Regions from separate parts of the Macaca mulatta genome. Here region 2 is linked to region 1. A link is a contact called in public Hi-C data. All regions are on one chromosome and are shown on one strand. Each heading gives the region's core, a stretch centred on a gene start, on an enhancer-like site or on the middle of the called end of the contact. The rest is flanking DNA. Distances are from core to core; before and after follow the strand shown.

Region 1 (3,974 bases), core at 645-3,144:
CCTCCTGAGTAGCTGGGACTACAGGCGTGTGCCACCACACCCAGCTAATTTTTGTATTTTTAGTAGAGATGGGGTTTCGTCATGTTGACCAGGCTGGTCTGGAACTCCTGACCTCAGATGATCCACCCACCTTGGCCTCCCAAAGTGCTGGGATTACAGGTATGAGCCACCAGGCCCAGCCTCCTAATTTTTTTTTTTTTTTAATAGAATCTTGCTCTATCACTCAGACTTGAGGGCAGTGGCACAATAATGGGTCACTGCAACCTCAACCTCCCTCACTGCAATCCTACTACCTCAGCCTCTGAAGTAGCTGTGACCACAGGTGTGCGCTATCACACCCAGCTATTATTATTTTTTTTTTTTTTGAGATGGAATCTCGCACTGTGGCTGAGCTGCAGTGCAGTGGTGCGATCTTGGCTCACTGCAACCTCCGCCTCTGGGGTTCAAATGGTTCTCCTGCCTCAGTCTCCCAAGTAGCTAGGATTACAGGCGCCCACCACCATGCCCACCTAATTTTTTGTATTTTTAGTAGAGATGGGGTTTTACTGTGTTGGCCAGGCTGGTCTCCAACTCCTGACCTCGTGATCCGCCCGCCTCAGCCTCCCAAAGTGTTGGGATTACAGGCGTGAGCCGCCTCGCCAGGCCTTTACTTTTTTTTTTTTTTTTAATAGAGATGAGGGTCTGCCCGTGTTGCCCAGGCTCATCTTGAACTCAGGGGCTCAAAGTGATCCACCTACCTCAGCCTCCCAAAGTGCTGGGATTACGGGTGGGAGCTACTGCATCCAGCCTAAAATGTTTAAAGTTAGGTTTTTGCATTAGGTTTGTGTGCACCTGGAATGACTTTTGTATATGAAGTGAGACAGAGGTCCAGTTTTCATTTTTCCCCATATAATCAATTGTCCTAGAGCCATTTATTAGCCCGTCACTTTCCGCTTTTTTTTTTTTTTTTTTTGAGATGGGGTCTTGCTCTATCGCCCAGGCTGGAGTGCAGTGGCGCCATCTCGGCTCACTGCAAGCTCCGCCTTCTGGGTTCACGCCATTCTGCTGCCTCCGCCTCGTAGCTGGGACTACAGGCGCTTGCCGCCACGCCTGGCTAATTTTTTGTATTTTTAATAGAGATGGGGTTTCACCATATTAGCCAGGATGGTCTCGATCTCCTGACCTCGTGATCCGCCCGCCTTAGCCTCCCAAAGTGCTGGGATTACAGGCGTGAGCCACCGCACCCGGCCACTTCCCACTTATTTTTTAAGGGGGAAAAGGCAATGGTTGTTTTGAAAAAAATTAACCTATCTAAATAAAGTATCAGCAGTTGAAACTAACGATGTATATTACAACAGTATTATGACCAAGTTGCCTCTACCCCAAGAATTCAAGAATGGTTTACCATTAGAAAGTTTATTGATGTAACTGATCTCATTAACAGATTTAAAGAATACCCATATGATCATCTTAATAGATGCAGGAAAATCATGCAATAAAATACCTATTTATGATAACTGCTGATATGTTATTTGTGCTTTTCCTTAAAAATGCAGTGTTTTTAGGAATTAAAGTTCAGAGCAGCAAAAGTCAAACAAAAACCAAGTCTGAGCAATAGAGCTACTACAATGCCCATCACAGTCTTTGCTCAGATGACTACCTAAGGTCATGTTCAGCTCTATGTTTCTGTGACCACAAATAGCATCTTTGGCAAATCTGGTTTCAGTTGGTCTTTGTCCAGCTCCTGGATTCCATGCAGGGCCTGAGAAGCCCTCAAGGATAAGAGATTAATCCGGTCCAGTGGACTCCGTGGTTCCTCAACTCCAAGTGCCCCCACCATAGGTGGGACCTGCCTCTCTCGCAAAGGATCCCTGGCGGCAACCCGAGACCGGTTCAGACCGGTTCTCCTACCCGCATTCCGCCGAGTCTCTCGCTCTGCCCAGGACGCACAGATGAGAGCGCTCAGCAGACTGGTGGGTCTGTCTTTCGGTCCTTCCTAATTTCCCCCTCCTCTGGGGAAAGGTCAAGGATACCTGAACCAAAGTGTCTGGCGGGGTGTAGGTGGCGGGGGGGTGCATCTGTGCACAATCAAGGGCTTGGCCCTCCCGAGAGCGCCCAGGGGCAGGGGCCTCCTAGGTTCTGGCGGCCGACAGGGGCGACCGGCGCAGGGGGTCGCGCAGGATTGCGGCTGAGGTCCCACCAGCGAGAGACAGAGACCCTCAGACATTTAGTCCAGAGACTGCAGCAAGGAAGGGGGACGAGGGGCCAGGGCCGGAATTTCGGGGGAGGGAGCGCAGTGACCAGAGTCGTTTGCTGGCACCTGTAGGGGCGAATGCAGGGGCTGGGCCGAGATGACCTTGGACCAGAGCTCCCTTCCGGCCTGCAGAGATGAGCTTGGGGTTTAGCTTAGTGAGGAGTGAGCAGCTTTTCAGCCGCAGTGCTGCGGCAGAGGCGGATGGAGGATGGAGGATGAACTGGAGCCGTCCTTACGACCTCGGACGCAGGTAAGCCCCCAGCGGTGGCGACCCCCCACCGCACGGTGGCGACAAACCCCGCGGCGGCAACCCCCTCCCCCCACCGCGGCGGCGACGCCTTTCCCCCCACGCGGCGGCGAGCTCCCCAGCACCGGCAGCAACTCTAACACGCTGCGGGTCCGCGCTTGCGCCTCAGGCGCCCTCCGCGACAGTCTAACGGCTCTGCCCTCCACTGCGCCTGCGCTTGAGTCTCAGGCCCCATTCCCGGCCACTGGTTAGCGTTGTGCGAACCTTCTGCTTGTGCGGCCGCTCTGAATACCCACTGCGCTTGCGCCACCGCTTCGTCTCGACTGGTTGGCGCCTCTCAAACGCTTACTGCGCGTGCGCTAGCCCCTTTTTCACAGCTGGGTACCGCGCGCTGACCTTCACTCCGCGCGCATGCGCTCGGTTAACCGCTTGGTAATGGCAGCTGGGGTCTCCCTGGGACAGCAAGACCTCCGCTCAGGCCCCTCTTCCGAATGCTCCATGCCCTCCTGCGATCTGGAATGGTCTGAATTCTCATACCTGCCCAGACCAGGCATTTCAGATGAGGGATTGAGGACCTAAGTGAACTGCGCATGTGTAGCCACCTTGGAGGCTTAACTAAGTCGTCAAATGTTAAAAAAACATCGTGCTTGTATGTACAGTGGCGTTAGGTGCTAGGCTCAGATGTCCATAGGCAGGTGTTTACGTCCAGGGTCGGCCTGTGGGCCAGAGCAAGGTTGCTGGACCCTGGCATCCCAGCCCCCAGAGATGCTAAATCCTCTGCCGATCAGCCCTGACCTCAGAGGCAGTGAGCCCTCCGAGCACGGCAGTCCTGACCGCTCACTCCTTCCCGTGACTGTTTCCCACCCTGGCCTCTTTCCTCCTCATGATGCCCTCAGCTCTGACCTGGCGTCCTGCCTCACAGAGGGAAAGGGCGCAGCCAGAGGAGAGCGCCTGCACTGCCCACCGCTTCTATGGGTTCCTCCCCAATCTGGACTGATTTCTTTATGTATTTGCATGGCACATTTCCTCACCTCCTTTGTCTTCATTTGCACTTGTATTCCTTGACAGCCCTATTTAAAATAGCACCAGCTGAGGTGGGAGGATCGCTGGAGCCCAGGAGTTTGAAGCTGCAGAGATCTAATAGGATCTCACCACTGCACTCCAGCGTGGGCGACCTAGGGAGACCTTGTCTGTAAGAAATAAAAATAAAATAGCACCACCTGGGCCTAACACTTCCTACGCCCCTTCCCTGCTTTAAGTCTCTGTAGCACCAGCTGATGTACTATATATTTTGCTCATTCATTTTGCGATTGCTTGTCTTTCCCTGCTCTGATAGCTCATTGATTTTGTCTGTCGTTCACTGCTGTATCCCAACACCCAGAACAGTAGGATTATTGACCATAATAGGGAGGCAGTAAATCTTTGTTTGCCTAATTAATGGTCCGTATCATAGCTAATGTCTGAATGCTTACCATGACCAGGCACGGTATAGGC
Region 2 (4,117 bases), core at 1,021-3,520, 130 kb after region 1:
ACTTCTCTCCATTCTGTCCTCAAACACACCATGCTCCCTTCCCCACCAGCTGGAGGGGGCTCTGCTCCCAGGCCTCAAGACAGACACAGTTAAGGTGTGAAAACCTCCTTATTACCCAAGGGATCCTCCAGAGAGGCAGTCCCTTACTTTCAGCAGGGCGCGACTCTACCTATTTCATTCTCACACAGGGTGCCACCCCTGTGCTGGGCACTGCGAAGTGCTCTGTACATATTAATTGGGAGTACTCATTTCCAAAACATGTACACATTTGATAAAAACAGTGTGCATGTTGTGTTGATGTGTGCTTACTTGATTATTACTGAAGTTAAACATGTTTTCATCCATGTATTGACCATTTCTCTCTGTCCTTCAATGAAACATCTGCTGATTTCCTTTGCTCATTTTTTTCCTCTCTTTGTCTGATGAGTTCCTCTTCTTTTTGTTTGTTCATTTGTTTGTTTTGAGACAGTCTCACTCAGTGGCCCGGCTGGAGTGGAGCGGTATGATCTCAGCTCACTGCAACCTATGTCTCCAAGGTTCAGGTGATTCTCCTGCCTCAGCCTCCCGAGTATGCCACCGCACCCGGCTAATTTTTGTATTTTTAGTAGAGACGGGGTTTCACCATGTTAACCAGGCTGGTCTCAAACTCCTGACCTCAAGTGATCCACCCACCTCTGCCTCCCAAAGTACAGGGATTATGGGCGTGAACCACCACACCCCGCCTGTCCGATGAATTTCTAAGAATATCTTAAAGAATATTACTTCCTTCTGACATATCTTTTACCAAGATCCTTCCCAGTTTTTTGCTTAAGTTTGATCCATTTTTTTCTTCCACAAAATCTCCGTGTATATGTATTAGTTTTTTCCTTTGTTCAGTTATTCCACTGTTCTGAGGCTTAGAAAGTCCTTTTATACCGAGACATCAGACAAACAGATCCCATGAGAGTAGCTGGGATTGCATGTGTGGGCCACCCCTCCCGGCTATCACTTCCTTTCTCTGAGTCAGCTTTTCTCTCTGAGACTTGCCTACTCCATGAACTCAGGAAATGTCACTACAGGTGGCCCCAGCTCCCATTTACCTCCCCATAGGGAGCTCCTCTCTCCAGCTCCAATTTCAAAACCCCCAAGGAAGCGTTCTGGTTCACTCGCTTGGGCCACTGGCCAGAGGGATGGGATACTCGGAAAGATTCAGCTAGAGTGCCGGACCCAGCCCTGGACCAGCACTGTGCCCCATGGTGAGATGCCAGGGCTGGGATTCAGGGAGAAGAAAGGAGGTTCCTGCGCAGTCATTCCTGCCTTCTGCGGCTGCGGGCTCCCAGCCCCGTCCTGTGCACGAAGCGGGAGCTTCTGCTGTCTGGCAGCAGCTGCTCTGCAGGGGATGGTAGAAAGTTCATCCTTGGCCGGGCGCGGTGGCTCACGCCTGTAATCCCAGCACTTTGGGAGGCCGAGGCGGGCGGATCACAAGGTCAGGAGATCGAGACCACGGTGAAACCCCGTCTCTACTAAAAATACAAAAAATTAGCCGGGCGCGGTTGTGGGCGCCTGTAGTCCCAGCTACTCGGGAGGCTGAGGCAGGAGAATGGCGTGAACCCGGGAGGCGGAGCTTGCAGTGAGCCGAGATCGCGCCACTGCACTCCAGCCTGGGCGACAGAGCCAGACTCCGTCTCAAAAAAAAAAAAAAAAAAAAAAAAGAAAGAAAGTTCATCCTTAACCCCAGCTTTCCAGTCAAGGTTCCCACCAGTCTGGACACCTGCAAGTGTCACATGCCGCTGGGTGAAACTCTAAGATCCCTTTTAGAGGATCCCATTCGCTCCCTCCCTTCCGCCGCCTTGCAGCGCCGAGAAACAAAGCTCTGAAAGAACCATCAGATATCCGTACGCTGGGGCCTTTCCAGGATGGCGGGGCCCCGTCGTTTCTGGGTCGGGATGACGCCTGGAACCAGGCGGGGTCCCTAGCACCGGGATCCCGAAAAGCAGACTTGCTTCTCCTTGTCCAGCTCGTTCCTCTTTCCCTTGCAGTCGGCCCCCTGCATCTGCCGTCCTCCCTCCCAGTCGAGGGCCCCCAGCTCCAACTCCACCCTCCCATCTGTGCGTTCGTAGCGACCGCCCTCCCTGTAGCGGCACACGGACCTGGTGGTGGAGTCTTGGTCTCCAACAAGGCTGGCCAGGATTGGACAGAAACCGAAGGGGCGAGGCGGGTCCGGGGGTGCTGCGCTCCAATTGGGTGCTGTCCCAGGGAGTGGGGCCTGAGCCCGTATTTCCCGCGGCCGCCCTGAGCCTGCCACAGCCGCTGCCCACACCGCCATCAGCGCCTTCACTGCCATCCCCGCTGTCCTTGCAGCCCCCGCCATGGGCCTAGAACTGTACCTGAACCTGCTGTCCCAGCCCAGCCGCGCCGTCTACATCTTCGCCAAGAAGAATGGCATCCCCTTCGAACTGCGCACTGTGGATATTATCAAAGGTGGGCCCAACCCGTTTCCTCGCGTGTCCACAAATCCAGTGCACCCCCAGGCCCCTTGCCCTGTTCCGCCCTGAGCGTCTCGCCGCCCGCACAGCCCCCTCACCTCCTCCTGCAGCGTCTGCCACCAGAGAATGCTGTCGATTGAGTGACCTTGGAGGGATCACAGCCTTCTCTGAACCTTAGCTTGCTTTCTGAAAAGGAGGATAATGTTGCCTTCTGTTCTGTAGGGGTGGAAAGAAAATACTTAATGGAGTTTTCAGAATTCTTGCGTGGAATGCACGCATTTAAATTCACAAAGCCCGGAAAACGTTGGGAAGGACGTGCTGTTGTAAGAATTAAGAGATGGGAAGAGATGAGCCACCCCAGTTTGCCTCCCTTCCCCTGGCCCACCAGAGTCCTGGCTAGAAAACTTCTCTGCATCCACCTGCTGCACCTGGCCCCACCCACCAAAGCCCCCCAGCTGCCCCAGAATGTGGCAGGGCAGGGAGGCCCACCCAGGGAATGGGGTTGATCCAGCCCTCTGGAACCAGACCTTGCTGTTTCTCAGGGGTGTGGAGCTCTGCTTGGGGAGGGAGAGGGAGGGTGGAGAGGTGCAGCTTTTTTACTCTGAAGACCTTGTCTGACTCTTCAGGGCAGCACAGAAGCAAGGAGTTCTTCCAGATCAACAGCCTGCAGAAAGTGCCTGTGCTCAAGGATGGTGATTTCATCTTGACCGAAAGGTGCCCTCCTTCCCTCTCCCCTCCCACATCCGGAGCACATGTGACCCTGGCTGTCCCCACTGTGGGCCCTCCCATACCCCATGGGGCAGCAAGAGGAAAGGAGAGGGATCTGGGGAGAAGGTACAGCTTGGGGTGTGCCTGGGTTGAGCAGGGGCTGACAGAGCATGTCCCCGCACCTCTCATCTTTGGTGTCATCTGAGCCCCAGGGCCTCTCTGCTCCCAGACTGAAGGATATTGGAAGAGAAGACAAGGGAACATTTTTCCAGTGTTGCACAGAGTGGGTTCAACAAATGCAAGCTGAAAAGAGCCTCTAGTGACTTGTGGCAGACTACCCCAATCTGCCCAGGCCAGGCCTAGAGGCCAGTGCCATGGCCCAAGGGCACAGCTCGTGGTGAGGTCCAGCTGCTGGGCAGGAAGAGGACAAGAGGTCAGGTGGCTGCAGAAGTGATGGCTGTGGGACCTGTCAGAGGAGGGCCGAACGAAGACCTGCCTCCCCTCGTGATCCCTGATCCATGCGCATGGGCACGCAAGTGACTCCACGGAGCATCCACTGTGTGCCGGCCCCATGCTGGGTTCCAGTGGTCCAGGGAGCCTTTTCTGAGCTGCACTGCCTCAGACAAGTCACTTGACCATTCTGACCTTGAGTTTTCTCTTGTGCTAAAGGGCTAACGGGAGTCTACCTCATAGGGCAGCTGCTGGGATATCACAGAGATGAGGTTCTCAAAGTGCAAAGCAGAAGGTCCAGCCAAGAGTCGGTGCCTAAGAAAACAAAGACAGGAGGAGACTCGGGGGAGGAGGGGTTGGTGTTGGGGAGCTGGAGATGGAGGGTGAGGCTGGAGGGCAGTCCTTCAAATGCAGAGAAACCCCCAGGCCCCACTGGCGGATGGGAGCAGCTGGGGGTAAAGGCCTGGTGCCAGTGTCCTTACAGCCACTGCCCA

What was found. A called contact is a pair of places that touch in the nucleus more often than the background predicts.
Region 2: a Hi-C map of liver shows a contact between it and region 1, with 5 times the contacts expected there. The contact joins the promoter of GSTT2B here to the promoter of SLC2A11 in region 1. A contact is called at or near these places in 2 of 14 Hi-C or Micro-C datasets (fetal cortex germinal zone and liver).

What each region holds. Positions count from the first base shown.
Region 1 is chr10:28,028,801-28,032,774 of T2T-MMU8v2.0, forward strand. It overlaps SLC2A11 (solute carrier family 2 member 11), which reads left to right and starts at 1,895. Exons shown (of 12, transcript XR_013399453.1): 1 at 1,895-2,483. LOC144331878 (a long non-coding RNA gene) reads right to left here. Exons shown (of 4, transcript XR_013399458.1): 4 at 1,343-3,974.
Region 2 is chr10:28,154,517-28,158,633 of T2T-MMU8v2.0, forward strand. It overlaps GSTT2B (glutathione S-transferase theta 2B), which reads left to right and starts at 2,271. Exons shown (of 5, transcript NM_001257634.1): 1 at 2,271-2,460; 2 at 3,092-3,179. The coding sequence starts at 2,349. It also overlaps the pseudogene LOC107000604.